2 separate regions of the Mus musculus genome follow, and region 2 is linked to region 1. Evidence: chromatin contacts called from public HiChIP or PLAC-seq data. All regions are on one chromosome and are shown on one strand. Each heading gives the region's core, a stretch centred on a gene start, on an enhancer-like site or on the middle of the called end of the contact. The rest is flanking DNA. Distances are from core to core; before and after follow the strand shown. Region 1 overlaps Dst (dystonin). Region 2 holds the start of Ptpn18 (protein tyrosine phosphatase, non-receptor type 18).

Region 1 (4,098 bases), core at 465-2,964:
TCCAAGACTTGTCCCAAATCCCATTTCCAATTGATCAAAGCTTCCATTCTTATAAATGAACAGGGATGAGAGGAAATATCGGGCCAACGAAAGATGAGCAGCACACTTATCAGTCAATGTACATAGTCAATTTTGTATGGATATAGGAAATTGTGACGCTAAATGGAATCTCTGAGGACTCGTGTGCCTCAAAGCACTTTCTCCTTCAAAAGAGAAAGCAGGTGTTCTAGTAGAATTACAGCTAGGGCCACGATCTTATTTAAAAGTGTCTGCATGTACTAGATCTAAATCTAATGACCCTCCTGGAGAATTTTATAACTATAATATGAAGACACCAGGTGTTTATAATCCACGCTTCTGAAGAGATGTGCTCTCTCAAGAGATCTTTGCTAAGGCTTACGTGCCTTGTTTGAATGCCTTCCTTTTTCATAGCAAGAAGCAGCCTGGGAAGAAGGTATTTTAAATCAAACATTTGAGGCAAATCAGTTTGGAGTGTTTTTGCTTAAAAACCACCAAATGCTTTCTGAATTCTTAGTTCTTCCACTCATATGAAATCACACTTCAAGGCTGGCCTGGGCTACATAGCAAGGGTGAGACTAGCCTAGACCTTGTCTGCCCAAAACAAAACCCAACAGCAAGAATACACAAACTAGTGGGAATTCCTACCATCAGGAACAGGCACTACTAGGATCTACACCTTAATGCCAATGTCCTGAGTAAAAACCACCATCCACTGCAGCACACACATACACACACACACACACACACACACACACACACACACACAGCCATCGGCAGGGAAAACAGGAAGGGCTGGAGACTGTAGTCAATGGGAAGAATGTACGGTGTAGAGGTTGGACAAGAAAGCCTTCCTCATGAAACAGAAAAGGCCCAGGAGATGTCTACTAAACACTCAACAGCATTCACAGCTGTGAACGTTACTCTCTCTGTCTCTCTGACGTGGGTGGCATGTAGGGCTGATGACATCATTGGTCAACAATCCCATTCATTCTAAGCAGGGAGTTGAGATGTACGGTAAGGCCCTATAACCTAGTGGCTTGCCCATAATGAGGCCAATGACCATGATTCTGGCTTTGGAATAGGACCCCTTTTTCTAGCAGATTCGAACTACTTTCCACTCTTTGAGGAAAATGCCTAAGGACCTAAACTATTAATTTTTATTGTAAAAGCCTCTAACTCTGGGGGGATAAGGCAAAGATTTATAGCTTGTGCTTTGTAGACTGTATGATTCGGTAAATTCTACCCCGTTAGCATTACAGCCTCTGTGAATATACCTGTTGCTTAGAGAAGAGAGGTTTCCCAGCTTTCTCCCCATCTCCCAGGGTCTTGCTGATATTTGATACCCATTTCTGCAATTCTTTAGCTTTTTCAATATGTTGTTTCTTCTCTTCATCCAGTGACTTCTGACAGGTACAAGTGTTTAAAAATGAAGAAAGAAACAAACAAACATTCCAATAAATGACTGAGCTTCTCAACTGACCCCTCCTTTCTGCTGAAAGAAGAAGGCACAAATGTTTCCATCATGCACACAGGTTACTGCGATATTTTATTCATTCACTTAACCACATCCACTGCATCACACAGCAGATGTCTTTGAGGACGGGAAAAGCTTTTATGATCAGTCTGGGATCACTGCTCTGGCCACCCAGCTGCTTCAGGAGTATGACAAATAAGCAAACCCAACTTTATTCATGAGAGAGATTTGGGAATCGCTGCCTTTACATTAGCATTACAATCGCAGATGCCTTGACAGATGCTATTAGACAAAAGGAGAGAGCAAAAGAAGAGAGAGAAACTCCACACAGATGACACCCCTCCTCCAATACACAATGCACTTGTTAGATTTTATTTCCAAAGTCTCAACCAAAGTAAAAGTTAACAGCGACGAACACTTCGCTATGCAGAGGACATCACTGCCTGCAGGTAGCCATCTCCAGCCTCACGGGTCGGGGGCACTTTTGCACGTTCCTTTGGATCCCAGTCCTGTGGTGCTCTGTGAGGTGCTCTTTCAGGATGTACAATGGATGACATCATTAATGTGTTGAATCTATTCAGTGAAAGGACTATGAAGGAGGTCAGAAGAAACGGGCCTGTGAACGTGTGGATGGTCACCAAGCTCACCCCATTTTCTAGGTAAAACCCATTTATTTTAGTAAGATATTTTTTTTTTTAAGTTACTTTGTCAGGGGCAGCCAATCGTTTTCTGCTTTCAACTTAAGAATGGCCGTGTTTTCTGAGCAGGGAGCTATTTCTAGCCTACAAGAAATTAACAGCGCTTCGAGTTGGTGACACAGTTCCTAGGCTGCACATTTAGCAGACACCATCTGCTCTGAACAGATGGCAGGATGCAGCCGACACGGCCTCTGCACAGAGTCAAACGCCCTACTGGGAAGAATAGTAGAGGTTGGATATCCCTGTCCCCAAGGGTTCAGACACTTCTAACAGCTTAAGTCCTGTGTGGAAATCAAAATCAGCTTTCTCCAGGGCCTCTTTATATGTCAATTTTCTCTTAGTCTGGGGGCACATTATATCCCTGACATATGACTTTTGATCTTTGAGTCTGGTGGCGATGAGGACATCAATGATACCGACGTGAAGGGCCTCTTCTATGGTCAGCCTCGAGAAAACCTTCGGCTCTATCAGGCCCCCTGTCAGGTACTGAAATTCCAGGCACCGCATGCCCATTTCTTTACTGATGATATTTGCATTCACGGCTTCCACCACTGACATCATTTTATTGCTGACGGGGTGGCTGATCCCCGTGATCACTAATTCACACTGGCGTAGCTGCTGGGCGAAGCCCTCGTCCACCAGCCCTCTATGCAAAGCCTCGGCCACCCTGTACTTTTTCCCAGTTAGGGGATCGATGATCCCTCCTGTACAGATTTGGGCTTCAAGGCATCTGAGGGCTGTAACCCTATCAACCAAGTTTCTACGGGAGGCTTTCAGCAAGGAGATTCGCTCCCCACTAGCGGTCAGCCAATAGCCTGCAATGGGACTGTGCAAATCCTTCTTGGGAACTACCTTGCTCAGAAGAAAGTCAGCCAGTTCTGTTAGTGTAGTTAGGCCTTCCTGATACTTTTGCACCAAGGCTTTGTCTAGCGTTCCCTGCTCGACAGCTTCACTAATATTGAACTGCAGACCAGTTTTAGTATCAGTCAGCATGTGAGAAGGATGCCCGTAGGAGTCAAAAAATGTAGCTTCCTTCCACTGATACTGCTGCCCTGAGAGTTCGAGATAAATACCCTTGTCAATCAGGTTTCTCTGGAAAGCCTCGAATGCCGTCAGTTCCGCCCCAGTTTTGGTATCTACCACGGCAATTTTATGAGTTTTCTCTATGTTGAGATTGGATATTTCCCTCTCCCCAAACGGCAAGAGAAAACACTGGCAATCTACATCAAACACACAGATCTGCAGTAACTCCGAATAATACAGAGCCTGCTTGTTGTTGGGATTAGGAAAGACTCTCGTGTTGCTGGACGGTTCATGCAGGAACTGTAGGACGGCGTTGTTCAGCAAGCCCTGCTGCACAGCCATTTCTGGAGGGACACGGACGCCTCTCACAGGGTCAATGACGCCCCCACTGGCAATTTGTGCCTCCAAGATATGTTTACCTTTCTTCCTATCAAGCATTCTATTTTCCATTGCCTGGAACACTGACAGCGTCTTAGAAGCATGTGAATATCCCAAAACTGCCTTCTCTGCCTCCAGGAGCCTGCTCCTGAACTCAGGATCAACGATGCCATGAAGAACTGCATCTTCAACACAGTAAGTCTGACCAGAAACCGGATCAATTATAAAACCTGTTGCAGCCTGAGCTTCTAAAAAGGCTAGAGCTATCATTTTGTCTATTATGATTTTCTGGGCCGCCGAAGTGAACGACATTTTTTCTTTGGAAGATTCTAGATAAAGTCCTGCAATGGAGGTAGCTTTGGTCAGAAACTTGCTAAGACTTCTCTGAACTTCTTCGACAGTCTTCAGACCAAGCCGCAGCTGCTCAACTGTCCTCATGTCCAGGAGCTTGGCTTCGACCAGCTGCCTGCCAGTCACGGTGTGCCTGAGCCCTTGAAACTGAAA
Region 2 (4,098 bases), core at 448-2,947, 280 kb before region 1:
CTTGTGTGTATATTTACTTACTAACTTAATACATTTGGTTTGGGTTTTTTGTTTGTTTGTTTGTTCGTTTGCTTGCTTTTTGGGTTTTTTGGTTTGGTTTGGTTTTAGGTTTGCGAGACAGGATTTCTCCGTGTAGCCCTGGCTGTCCTGGAACTCACTCTGTAGACCAGGCTGGCCTTGAACTCAAGAGATTCACCTGGCTCTGCTTCCCAAGTGCTGAAATCAAAGGTGTGTGCCATCATCACCCTGCTATAAATTTGGTTCTTATTAATGTTTGTTGTATCTGTTGTGGTGTTTGGTTGCTTTGTTGGGTTTTTGTTTGTTTGTTTTGCTTATTTAGTTAGTTGGGGTTATTTTTTTTGTTTGGTTGGTTTTTTTATTGTTTTAGAGACAAGGTCTTCCTACATATCCCTGGCTGTCCTGGAGTTCACTGTGTAGACCAGACTGACCTCAGACTTACAGTAACCTTCCTTTCCCTGCCTCCAAGTGCTAGGATTAAAGGCATGCACCACCACCAGAGTTTCACTGTTACTGGTTTACATATTGGCCTGTGTAAACTATCTTTTTCATTCTTTGAAACAATCTCCAGAGTATTCCAGAGTGGTCACAAAATTATGTAATTCAGGCTGGCCTTGAACTCATGGTTATCCCCCGGTTTTAGGCTACCAACTGCTAGAATTACAGGCATGTGCCACCATGCCAGGCTGTAAGTGATCATTTAATGTCACACTTATTTTTATATCATTGTCATTTACATTTCTAAGTTTGAGATAGTGTATTACGTATTTGGATCATGTCACTCTATTTAAAATACGTCATTACATGTTGTGTGCCATGGCTGTTGAGTGGCAGTAGCTCTCACAAGCTTGATTGGCCCGAGGTAACGTTTACAACCTTTGTAAACCATGTTAAAGGCAGGTGCATACAGTTAATATAGCCAGTGAATACCCAACGCGTGCTAGGTGCATCTACCCAAACCACCTAATTTTCAAACCGGCTTGTCTTTTATCATTCACAATTCAAAACAGGTGAAAATGAAGTCAGAGCTCCCAGGGCCACAGTTCTGAAAAGCCCTAGGATAGACTGGTAACGCGAAACCTAGGCTAGGCTACAAGTTTCCTCGTTCCTCTTTCTGCTGCCCCAAACCACTTCCTCCCTGGGATTACAAGGTGACCCAGGAGTGGCCCGGGTTGGGGACTCGAGTCCAGCGCAGGTGTGTTGCCTCCCTCCACGGCGGAAGCCACGGCCCCGCTAGGGAGAAGATTGCACCGGGAGCTCGACACCGACACCTGAGTGTGTCTGGCTCCTCCTAAACAGTAGCCGTCTTCACCCTCTGGGCACCTGTGGGCAAAGTGCGGAAGGCTGGGAGAGTCAGGGTGAGAGAAGTGCGGGAAGAGGAAAGCCGAGAGCAGGAGGGAGGAGACGCCCCGGGAGCTGAGAGGAAAAGGCAGAGCTTTCATATTGCACAGGTGGACAGCCGTGGGGAGCGCCTGGCTGCGAAGCTTGATGGCTGGAGTGTCACTCACGCTGAACTCACGAGCGAGGATTGCCCCCTCCCGGTAGTCCCGGGCCTCCAGCTGCTCCAAGAAGCTCCTCACCAAGTCCGTATGGCGACTCATGCTGCGACCCGCTCTGAGGTCTCCCACAAGGAGTGATCCGACTCCGAGAATTTAGCCACTGCGAGGTGGGGCCTCCATTCCAGCAGCCAATGAAGACCGGTAATTGGCAGGCTCCTCGGCCAATGGCACTAGGAGTTCACTCCGTTCGTCCCGCCCATAGGTGCTGGCTGCCACCGCAGCCGAACTGGCCGTCCAAGTAGCTGCGGGTCCCGCAATTCCCCACTGGCGCCTCGGGTGCTTCGGCTGCCGTGAAGCTGGTGGAGTCCGCACGGAACGCTCAGTCCCATTGGCCTTTCCAGGGGGATGGCTGCGCTCTCAATCTCGCAGGCCGGGTTCCCAAGGTTGCTCCGGAGTCCTGCGAGCGCTGAGGTTCACAGTCGTGCGACAGCGGAATATGAGAGAGGTCGGGGACTTCGAATAAATATATTCCCTGCACTTTGCTCTGGGAAAAGGCCTATTTCTGAGGGTAGGGGGTGTGATTTCACTTTTGGAACCTGCTGGAAAAGCGGGGACACCAGGATTCAGTCCTAACTTGTGGATCTTAACCCATACCCCTCAGGGAGGAAGAGACTAGAGAGGCATTGGGAGGAAAAGTGGTCTCAACACTCACTCCGTCCCCCTTCAGGAGTTTGAAGAAGATCTTATGCTGAAGCTCCTGGGGTCCTGGAGACTAAAGACTGGAGAAGAGCCGTGCTAAGGTTTGTAGCTGAATTGGTAGAGTGCCTGTCCCAGCATTCACAAGGTGGAGGCAAGAAAATCAGAAAGTCAAGGTCACCCTAGCTTACATTGTGAATTCAAAGTTAGCTTGTGATGAAATCCTGTCTCAAAGTTAAAAAAAAAAATGGAAGAAAGGAAGGAAGGAAGGAAGGGAGAGAGAGAGAGAGAGAGAGAGAGAGAGAAAGGAAAATGTTTTAATGATGGTGGAATGGTTCAGTAGGTAAATGCCTTGCCACTAAATAAACATGACAACCTGGATTTGATACCTAGGACCCACATGGTGGAAGGAGAAAATCGACTCCAGAGTGTTGTCCTTGGACAACTACACAGGCTCTATAGTGAGGGTGTATCTCCCTACACACAAAAGAAAATAAAAGGGGGTTCTTTCCAAAACAGGCTTCAGCAGATGGAGTAGCACCACCTGCAAGGGAACCAAAGAATTTCAAGCATTGCCAACTCTCTGTTGAGGGAGGGCTCTGAGGAGATCCGTTTGGGGTCGTGTGCAAAAGTAGGGCTAAGGCGAATTGAAAGTGCTTTAAGCATGCTGAGCGGAGCGGTGGTGGCACACGCCTTTAACCCCAGCACTTGGGAGGCAGAAGCAGGTGGATTTCTGAGTTCGAGGGCAGCCTGGTCCACAGAGTGAGTTCCAGGACACCCAGGGCTATACAGAGAAATCCTGTCTCGAAAAACCAAAAAAAGAAGTGCTTTAAGTCACTGGAAGATGAGTGGGATCATTGGTAAAAGGCTGTCAACTTGGTCATCACAGTGTTTAAATGAAGGAATGGATAGCATCTTTAAAAGCCAGACAAGACTTTATTGGGTTTTATCGCTAGATCTCTGTCTTACGTCACTGTGGGTCTGCCAGTGGTGGCAATGCAAAACAGCCAGATAGTATGAGGGTGATAGTATGAAAACTTTTTCACTGAAATGGGGAAGATGGCAGTAAGATGGCTCAACAGGTAAAGGTCTTGCAGCCACACCTATTAATAAGTGCTGCATCCCCTGACACACATGGTAGAAGGAAAAAAAATCACTTCCATACAGTGTCCTCTGACCTCCTTATGCCTTGTGCAGAAGCACTCAAGTAAATGTAATTTTTTTAAAAAATGCTAGGAGGGCTGGAGTGATGGCTCAGCAGTTAAAAGCACTGACTGCTCTTCCAGAGGACTGAGGTTTGAGTCCCAGCACCCACACAATGGCTTGCAAACACCAGAAACTTGAGTTCCAGGGGACCCAATGCCCTCTTTTGGCCTCCACAGCACCAGGCTTGCACATTGCGCAGATATACTGGCAGATACATAAAAATAAATTCTTTCTTTCTCTGAGACAGGGTTTCTTTGTGTAGCCTTGGCTGACCTAGAACTAGTTCTGTAGATCAGACTGGCTTTTAAGTCACAGAGATCCACCTGTCTCTCTACCTTGAGAGTGCTGGGATTAAAGGCATGTGCCACCACCAACCAGCCAAATAGAATTTTTAAAAGTTTTAGAAACCACATTGACACCAATCATTGGATTTTTGTCGCAATTTTTTTTAAATGTGGTTTGCAGACGCTAGTTTGCTGGACCTCGCTTAAATATTGGGAGGTGAGAGTAATATCGAACTGGTTCAAGTACTGAGGGTGAGTGAAGTGTTCAGCCCTAAAAGGGACGTCTGTATCCACTCTCCGAAGTCAGGGAACGCTGCAGAGGGTTGGGAGTGCCATGAAACATTGTCTCCTGGATGTGACCTAGCAGTTGCAGGTGTGAGCTCCTAACACTGGGC

Evidence for each region. HiChIP or PLAC-seq counts read pairs in DNA pulled down with a chosen protein or histone mark.
Region 2: a contact with region 1 is called in an H3K4me3 HiChIP or PLAC-seq map of stem cell-derived neural progenitor cells, with 2.8 times the contacts expected there. The contact joins the promoter of Ptpn18 here to the enhancer-like site in region 1. A contact is called at or near these places in 5 of 39 promoter capture datasets (the C10 cell line, cranial neural crest, embryonic stem cells and 1 more), 4 of 115 datasets of contacts at active chromatin or transcription factors (embryonic stem cells and stem cell-derived neural progenitor cells) and 3 of 9 other capture datasets (adipose tissue, embryonic stem cells and pancreatic islet).

What each region holds. Positions count from the first base shown.
Region 1 is chr1:34,181,342-34,185,439 of GRCm38.p6, reverse strand. Dst (dystonin) reads right to left here. Exons shown (of 103, transcript NM_001276764.1): 36 at 1,296-1,424. Among named protein-coding and RNA genes, the nearest start is that of Gm26788, 5.2 kb to the right of the region's middle. Within about 2 kb of position 1,714, at least 40 of the 459 cell types and tissues checked have an H3K27ac peak or open chromatin away from gene starts, as enhancers often do. A contact at or near this core is called in pancreatic islet and stem cell-derived neural progenitor cells, where this site is marked.
Region 2 is chr1:34,457,345-34,461,442 of GRCm38.p6, reverse strand. Ptpn18 (protein tyrosine phosphatase, non-receptor type 18) reads right to left here and starts at 1,697. Exons shown (of 15, transcript NM_011206.2): 1 at 1,527-1,697. The coding sequence starts at 1,619. Gm32504 (a long non-coding RNA gene) reads left to right here and starts at 408. Exons shown (of 4, transcript XR_373299.3): 1 at 408-1,684; 2 at 1,780-2,022; 3 at 2,179-4,098.